Linked DNA regions of Mus musculus: regions 1 and 2 are each linked to region 3. The links are chromatin contacts, called in public Hi-C and promoter capture Hi-C maps. All regions are on one chromosome and are shown on one strand. The core of a region is the stretch at or near the end of the contact, and the rest is flanking DNA. Distances in the headings are between cores, read along the strand shown. Region 1 holds the start of Mthfd1 (methylenetetrahydrofolate dehydrogenase (NADP+ dependent), methenyltetrahydrofolate cyclohydrolase, formyltetrahydrofolate synthase). Region 2 has its middle 16 kb from the start of Gm35240. Region 3 holds the start of Fntb (farnesyltransferase, CAAX box, beta).

Region 1 (2,700 bases), core at 18-2,517, 580 kb after region 3:
ACTTTCGGGCTCCACACTTAGGGGCTCAATTCCCAGCCCTCTCTCCCAAACAGCAAAAGGGTGCTACTCTCTGGGACGACACTTGGCAAACATTCCCACTAGTTAAGCATTTAAATCTGCACGGCCAGAACAGGTGGTCTGACGGAATATGGAATAGGGTCAGCACACAAGAGCCAAACTGAAAAGTAACTTTAGCGCCAGGACGGATAGGTAGGCTGTTAAAGGGTAGAGCAAGCGAGCGCTGGCGTAGTAGCTGAGTGGTGCGGCGCTTGCCTTGCCTGTGCGATACCTTGGAAGTGAAGCCGGCGGGGTGAAAGAGAAAAAAAGACAGCATTTGGTGTAATGAGGAATGCGCTGAATTAGAGGAAACCCTCTAGGCCAGGTGTGGTAGCCCAAGCCATTAATCCCAGCACTCAGGAGGCAGAGGCAGGAGGGGATCTCTGTGAGTTCAAGATCAGCATGGTCTACAGAGTAAGTTGCAGGACAGCCAGGGCTCCGTGGAGAGACCCTTTGTCAGAAAACAAACAAACAAAAAATTAGAAAGAGACCCTCTCTCTGATTTGACCAATCACCCGTGTCAAATCTTGCCACAACCGAATCACCACCAAATTGCCAGACAAGCGGCTATGCTGGGTTTCTGAGGTTGGACTCCTCAGGTAGCCCGTGTCTAGGCAGAATGATGCCAGCAGCTACACTTTTGAGAACAAGGTCAGGTCAGGACTTGCCGCCAAACCTAGGAATGCAGCCACCCCAGGCAGTCTATTGCAATTGCACATTGGGCCGGGCATGTGTTTCTCTGGCTTCAGGAAACCAGTCTTCAGATTCTAGGAGCCCGTGTCGATGTCCTCTCTTCCCGCAAACCCCATCTAAGCACCTCTCCTGCAGAGCCCAGGCGCTTGGGGATCTGCACGCCCTGCTCTGAGCCCACCACCACTATCACTGGCAAGTACTTACGCAGAAACCAGTTTCCCGTTCAGGATTCCCGCTGGTGCCATGGCCTTTGCTAGTCTGCCACCCACGGTGAACACCAGCAAAAATCAGGTTCCAGTCGCTCCGCGCGCGCAGGACAGCACAACCCACGTGCTCAGGGACCTCCCGGGAGAAATCAGCTAGTGCGCCTGCGTCGCGCTCAGCAGCGAAGGTGCGCAGGCGACCCGGAAAGACGTCGTGACCCGCTGACAGAGGAGGCCCAGGAGCGTCTGCGGGAGCCGGTGGGCCCAGGCAGCAAGAGGGTTGTCACCAAAGACTGGTTGGCGGCAATGACTGGCTGCGGAAAGAGCCTGTGTGGAGCCCGCCTCTGATGAGCCGGGAGCTTCCCGCCTCGCTTTTAGCCAATCAGAGATAGTGTGTAGGGGGCGCGGTGGAACTGGGCGGAGTCCGGGCAGGAATGGGCCTGTCTGAGCAAGTTTGCGTGACCTAGGTTGCGGCGACAGAGTCCTGCAAAGCAGTGTGATTTTGGATCGTACTGGCTTCTCCGGGCAGGATCTTGGAGGCCTTAAGCTGATTCCGGCTACTGACCTGGAGCAGGCAATGCGGCTTTCCACGTTGTCATAGGCCCTAGCTTTCAGAGTGTGGTGGGGAACACCTGGGATAACTGCCTCTCTGTTACCCTCCTAGCAAGAGTGAGGCTATCCTTAACGAGGCAATTGTGTCCCTCTGGTTAGCCATCTGCGGAGGAAGCACTCCAGGGAATTGCTTTTCCACCAGCCAGAGTAGAAATTTGTTTCCGGGGAAAGAGATTTCAGAGATCACCTTGCAGGACTGAAGCCAAGACAGTAATGGACAGGTCCACACCTCGACCTTCACTGTTCAACTCTATATCAAGTCTGACTCTTTACTTAAACCTCAGTTTCATATTAGAACTCAGAAGATAAGACTTCTCTTTGTCCCTCTTCCCAATGTGGCCGTATTGAATAAATCTCCTTTTTCTATATCTTACCATTACTTGTTTAATCGACTTATTAAGGATGGTGACTAACCTGGTTTATTAGATTCTCAGAGCCCAGGGTCTGGCTCGCAATTCTAGTAACAGCAGGGACGATCAATCCACAGCCTTGACATAGAGACAAGTTCGCTACTACTGAACCCAGCCTTCCATAACTAAAACCTGCTATCCTCCCAGGGTTGAAGCCCAAAAGCAGGCTCAGCCCAGCAGCTAAGAGGGACCTCAGAGCAGAAGCGTGGGGCTTCATCAGCGTGAAGGGAGCAGAGTTCAGGACGAGTGATCCTCTGGTCTCAGCGGACCAAATCAGTATTGAAGCAGAGACTACTTTGTTCATCAGCTAGATGCCAGCAAGGCTGGCATCCCTCCCCATTTGCCCTGGTGCAGAAATGAGTTTGGCCATGTCCTCGGGAGCCTGGTGGTAGAGGAATACATCAGAGCCACTGCCTTGACTTTGCTTTTTCTGCCGCTGGAACTGGGCTGGATTCTTACTGTTGGGTTCGAGGTACAAGCCGAGAAAACTTATTTCAGACTCAGGAAGCTTAAAAATGAAAGCTTTATTCTCTGAGCGCTCAGGAAGGCAGCCAGTTCAGGACCTGAAACATGTCCCAGGAAGGATACTGTACAACATTTTAAAAGGATGGGAACACAAAGTGAGAAGTGAGCTGGGGTGAGCTGGGGTGAGCTGCAGTGTTATCCAATTGTATTTTGGTTGACATTTTGGCTTAAGCAAGGGAGTACCCGCTGGAGACTGGGTG
Region 2 (2,700 bases), core at 23-2,522, 700 kb before region 3:
CTTCCTGTTCATGGGCCCTGCCTAGTTGGCATGAATGTAAGGGACCATGTCTTACCTCTCTTTTGTACCATCCACAAACAGAGGGTTTTAAATTTTTGATCTGACTTAAAGCACCATTGCTTTTCTTCCCTGTAACATCTAACCCTGAGGTAAAATATTCATCTTCAAGTTGAATGAGCGTTCGTCACTGGATAGAGGGACATGATGGCAATGTCCTTTGGGATTTACTTGGCCACAGAGTCTTCCTTTTCAAGCAGGTGGCCATGACACGGATCCCTAGAGAAGGCATTCTGACCAGCCACAGGTTTTGGGTTGCTTTGCTCCTTTCTGCTAAGTACCAGCCAGTGGAAAACAGTGAAGTATTAAGCATTTTATAAAAATACTTAGGTTACCATGGAGAATAATAAAAGCATAATACTAATACCAAGTATTTGGGGGTCATAATATTTTCATCTTTCAATAGCTTGTTGATTGTGGGGCTGGAAATGGCCTAGAGATTGGATGTATTCTCATTTACAGGTGAGCCAAGAAATGATTCTCAGATACATAATATCCTGGGTGGCCCTCTTAGCTTGCAAGTGTGGGCCAACCCATTTCACAGGCAAGGAAACTAAGGCACAGCATTGGCTTTACCCAGGCAAGTGATTCCTTTGACACAGAGCAGAGCTGAATCTAGACTTCTAACTTTCCAATTTCTGGTCTGGTTTGCTTTCCACTTAGTCACTGCCCCTTTCCTTTGGCCAAGTAACAATGGGAAGGGCGTCCTAAGAGGAACCAACTAAGCACTATGACATTGCATCTGACCTTGGCCCATGCCAGCTTCTAAAAGGGTTATCTCTTTTCTTAGTGCTTACAGGCTCTGCTTCACTCCCAGCTCCCCCCCCCCACTTCCCAGAGTGCCTTGAGGCATATCGTGTGACAACCCTGAATACCTAATCATCTTTTAGAGACAGTTCTGAGCTGAGGGCTGAATAGCTCCCTGTCATTTTAATTAATGAAAAGAACATTGTCTGAAGCTCCCTACAGCAGCAATTCCCGTTTGTTGGAAGATGTTTTAGCTCTAAGTGGTATGAATCAAGATGCGGCCCTATTTGTCTGAAACTCATCAGGACTGTAGACCAAGTACGGCCTCCAGGGAGAGGCACCCCCTACAGAAAGACAGGAAGTACCTTCACAGATAGAAAGTACTTGGTGTCCTTGAGCATAAACAAGGAACTAGAGAGGGGACAAAGTTGGCCAGACATGACAGTCAACTCCTTAGCCGCTTTGCAGGCTAAGTCTGTTGACAGCTGCAGTTGTTGATTGTGGTTCATCACTTCCTATGAAGAACGGAGGACTCTGTGGTCCAGGCAGCCCAAGAACCTCAGACCTGCCTAGGAACTCTAGGCAAAGGGACCTTGCTGTCATTTGTTCCTGCTCGCCTGGCACCCACTGCCCTTTGCTGCTCCTCCCTCATCACTGGGATTGAATTGTTCCTTTATGGATGGATGGGGAGAACCCAGAAGGCTCAAGAAATTTGCAAGACTCAGCTCACAGAACACAAAACAGGGTTCACAAAGGCCCTTTCTTTGATGTTGAATAAGAGGTAACTGTTTGGGGAAGAGAGCCTTCTCAGTGGTGTGACTGCCTCTAAGTTGTGCCGAGAATTCCAAGGACGGAGTTTTCGTAATAATCACCCATGCTCCTATACGTAACTCCTTGTCTCATATTCTTATAAGTAACCCCAATTAACCTATTGGTTCACCAAGCTGGACTTGGATAGTGCAGCTTCTCTGGCAAGTTGTTGTTTGCTAGGGCAAATTTAAGTAAGTCCCCCCCCCCCCCCAGGAAAAATCACTGCTGAGTCCCATGGCCAGGACTCAGCTCTAAGGGCTTAACAACCAAAGAGCACCTCTAGAGTCCTATGAGACTCAATAAACTACCATTCCTTTTCTGGTATACCATTTGAGATTGAACAATATTTAATTGTCTTTGGCCATACTCCCTCCTCCTCTTGCCCTTATCACACTGCACTACTACTGTGTGTTTATGGCTCTGTCTTTCTTTTCACACTGGGCTTTAAGACTGGGGTGCCTTTCAGCCATTTTCCTATCAGCAGTTTCTAGCACAGTGCCTGGCATATGGTTAGTGCCCAGTAGGTGTGGGATGGCCAAGTGAGTTACAGGACACATATACAAACCATAAATAGCCATGTACATACCAAGTGCACAGGCGATTGTGCAGACTTGTGGTGGCTTTGCCCACTTCATGGCACCCAGAGGCTTTCCGGTAGCTATTGGTGAGGACAGAAGAACTCTATCTCTTAGATATTTCTGGTTGTACACAGGCAAATAATGCAAGAGTAATCAATCAGCCTGGCAGACATCGACAACAACCCGCAAGGTCAGGCTAGGAACGCAGGCAAGAGAGTTTCCCCTCCAGAAATGGGATGGTCCTCTGATCCCATCCTGAATCAGGGATGGGCTGGAAGCAAGGAGTTAGAGAAGATGGGGGCTGCACATCATTTGTGCTGTCACGTCTAGAAAATCAAAATGCCTGCTGCTCACCTGAAGTGACCGAAGACCTGCAGGCTGCCTGCAGCTGGTGCTTCAAAACAGTATTCTCTGCTGTACTAAACAGCCACACCATAAAACAGGGTCAGGACAATCCATTTCTCCCCTTGTAAAATGCACGACTCAATCAATAAACATGCTTCCTCCA
Region 3 (2,700 bases), core at 154-2,653:
CCTTTATTACCCTAAAGCCCACAAGGCATTGACTCAAAGATTAAAACAGTCCCTCTGCTACTAGGTGAATAACCATGTGTCCAATCCCTTGTTCTGTTATGAATCTTTAGGGCAAGAGAGATGGCTCAGTGGGTAGAGGTGCTTCCTATGCAAGCCTGCCAACTTCAGTTGGATCTTCCGAACCCACATATTGTGTGTCCTGGTATCAACACGTACAAACACATGCCATACACACATTCGCACACATAAAAACTGAAATTTTTATACAGTCATTATTTGCTGCTAGTTTTGCCTAAATAGAGGCTCACAGCTTTAAGATAAGATGAAGCCGGTCCCTCCACAGTTAAGCCTGAGTAGTGATCTTAGTAAGATCTTATTTTAGTAAGTGGCTGAATGCCTATTCCTTAGCGACAGGACTCATCCTGACCACTTCTAGTAACAGATGGGTAAACAGCTCTACAACAACCGATTTGGGAACAATTCCAAATGGAGAGTGAGAAAAATGTAAGCTATCAACTCACTACTCACACCTTAAAACACTTTTCAAAATGGCATGTCTGGTACACTCTAGGCCTTAGTGAATCACAAGCAGTTCAAACTCCATACTTTTTTGTGCTTTCCGAACTATACAGTTTTCCAGTCTGTCTTGCCCAACCAGGCTCTTGCCTAGGGGCTGTTATCTTTTTCTGTATTTCCAGCGTTCAACAGCAAGTGCTCAAATGGTTACCCACCACGAGGTAGGCCTCAACCTGACCCAATAGGTCAGAAATTAAATCGATTTAGGGATGACATGACCACAGTCCGGCCGTTCGATCCCCTAGATGTCCGGAAACTGCGAACATGTGAAGAAAAGTGAGCGGTCGGTCCTAGAACCTCAAGACATCTAAACAGAACGGAGCGGACTACCTGGTCCGCCCAGGCTGCTGTGGACTCCAGACACGAAACAAGATCCTTTACAACGTCCGAAGCAGAGAGATCAGGGGTACTGTCCTGTTCTCCAAACCCAGCCCTGACAACAACCCTCTCCTACCCAAGTAAGCCCCGAAAACGCTCCACTCGGAAGCCCCAGTCTGGGCGCCTAGAGCTCGGGGGCGGGGGCGCAGTGCACTACGGGAGTTGTAGTTCCATGGAGAGTTTTGCCCCGAGACGGGCTTACAAAAGGGACTCCTACTCCCAGAAGGCCCCGCGCGGGCGCCTCGCCCAGTCCTGCCACCTCACCTGTTCTATGGATGTGACTGTTTCCACTGAGTCGTCTTGCAACCGCTCCCGCACGTGCTCAGGTCTCAGACTATACAGCGGTTCTGACCAAACAGGGGAGGAAGATGGAGGACAATAATAGGTGAAGGAACTCGAAGAAGCCATGATCGGGAGAGCTGCGAGCGCTGTATAGGACTCAGCTTCATCCAGCAACAACGCGCATTGAAACTCGAGCGGGCTAAGGCGCTACGGAAAGTCCGTAGAGTCAAAAAGATTTTGAACGCGAATCTCTCCTCCCACCTACACATCTTCAAGAAGTGAGTTACTGGGATACTGCCGCCCCCCGTCGGACAGATGAGCTGCTGCAGGAGATCAGCTTTCTGGAGAAAGGAGATCTAGGATGCCTCGGTTCGTTATGCAAATAATAAAAAAGAAAACGTCAACGTTTCGCTCTCGCCTAATTGTAATGCAGTAGCTTGCGATTTCAGCTGTTCAAGAACCCTAAGAATGTAACCTAAAAAAAAAAAAAAAAAAAAAAAGCATTTCTGACATCTCTCTTGAGTACCTCAGTCACGCTATTAACTAATAGAATTACCATGCACCTTTGGGTCCTTGACAGCCTCTTAGGAGAAGCCTCAGCTTTTCTGTGCATTAGCAGAATTGCAGGTCTCAATACTCAGAGATAGAGAAATGTAGTACTGTAATTTTCTCCTTTGGAGGTTACAGTGCAATGGCAGAAACTAAAAGAAACTAAAATACCATAGAAGAAATGAGTGTAAATGCATCATCCAAAGAAATATCAACAAATATTCATGGAGCTCCTGCTACTTGTTCCGTGCCAGAGCCCAGGAATGCAGAAGTGAACAAAATTACAATGCCCTTTTCCTTAGATTACATCTGAATTTCATTTTTGAGGAATAGGCAGAATTAAATAAGTGAACATAAATATTTGACAGCTTCCAATTATGGTATGACAGAAAATAATAATAGAGTCAGGCCTGGACGGGTGGCTCAGCAGGGGCTGCAGCGCCACAGGATTCCAAGCAGCCACCTGGAGACTTACAGCCACCCATAACTCCAGGTCCAGAGGATCTGACGCCCTTTTCTGGCCTCCACAGACAACATACACACAAGTAATGCACATGTGCACATGCAGGCAAAATACCCATACACGTTTTTAATGTTACTGTTTCATATATATATACATACGTATATATTTGAAAATGATTTTTTCATGCAATATATTCAAATCACAGTTTCCCTCACCCAAATCCTCCCAATTTCCCCATCCACCCAACTCCACATCTTCTCTCTCTCTCTCTCTCTCTCTCTCTCTCTCTCTCTCTCTCTCTCTTCAGAAACAATTAAACAAAAAAAGGAAACAAACTAGAACTTTAAAGAAAAGAGAAGGCACAGTAAATACAGGCTCACACACAGAATGAAATTTTTCGAAATTAGAAAGGAAAGAAAATAAAAATGTCTTTGAAACTGACAGAAGAAACT

What was found. Promoter capture Hi-C pulls out the DNA fragments that hold promoters and counts their contacts. A called contact is a pair of places that touch in the nucleus more often than the background predicts.
Region 1: a promoter capture Hi-C map of fetal liver shows a contact between it and region 3, with 7 times the contacts expected there. The contact joins the promoter of Mthfd1 here to the promoter of Fntb in region 3. A contact is called at or near these places in 8 of 39 promoter capture datasets (the 3T3-L1 cell line, 3T3-L1-derived adipocytes, fetal liver and 4 more), 2 of 484 Hi-C or Micro-C datasets (CD4 T cells and regulatory T cells), 4 of 115 datasets of contacts at active chromatin or transcription factors (the SCID.adh cell line, embryonic stem cells, memory CD8 T cells and 1 more) and 2 of 9 other capture datasets (adipose tissue and pancreatic islet).
Region 2: a Hi-C map of B cells shows a contact between it and region 3, with 11 read pairs. The contact joins the enhancer-like site here to the promoter of Fntb in region 3. A contact is called at or near these places in 3 of 484 Hi-C or Micro-C datasets (B cells, CD4 T cells and CD8 T cells), 3 of 115 datasets of contacts at active chromatin or transcription factors (memory CD8 T cells, pro-B cells and stem cell-derived neural progenitor cells) and 2 of 9 other capture datasets (adipose tissue and liver).

The regions. Positions count from the first base shown.
Region 1 is chr12:76,253,799-76,256,498 of GRCm38.p6, reverse strand. It overlaps Mthfd1 (methylenetetrahydrofolate dehydrogenase (NADP+ dependent), methenyltetrahydrofolate cyclohydrolase, formyltetrahydrofolate synthase), which reads right to left and starts at 1,267. Exons shown (of 28, transcript NM_138745.2): 1 at 955-1,267. The coding sequence starts at 995.
Region 2 is chr12:77,535,868-77,538,567 of GRCm38.p6, reverse strand. No RefSeq gene overlaps it. Among named protein-coding and RNA genes, the nearest start is that of Gm35240, 16 kb to the left of the region's middle. Within about 2 kb of position 1,272, at least 57 of the 459 cell types and tissues checked have an H3K27ac peak or open chromatin away from gene starts, as enhancers often do. A contact at or near this core is called in B cells, CD8 T cells, memory CD8 T cells and 1 more, where this site is marked.
Region 3 is chr12:76,836,170-76,838,869 of GRCm38.p6, reverse strand. Fntb (farnesyltransferase, CAAX box, beta) reads right to left here and starts at 1,403. Exons shown (of 12, transcript NM_145927.2): 1 at 1,219-1,403. The coding sequence starts at 1,362.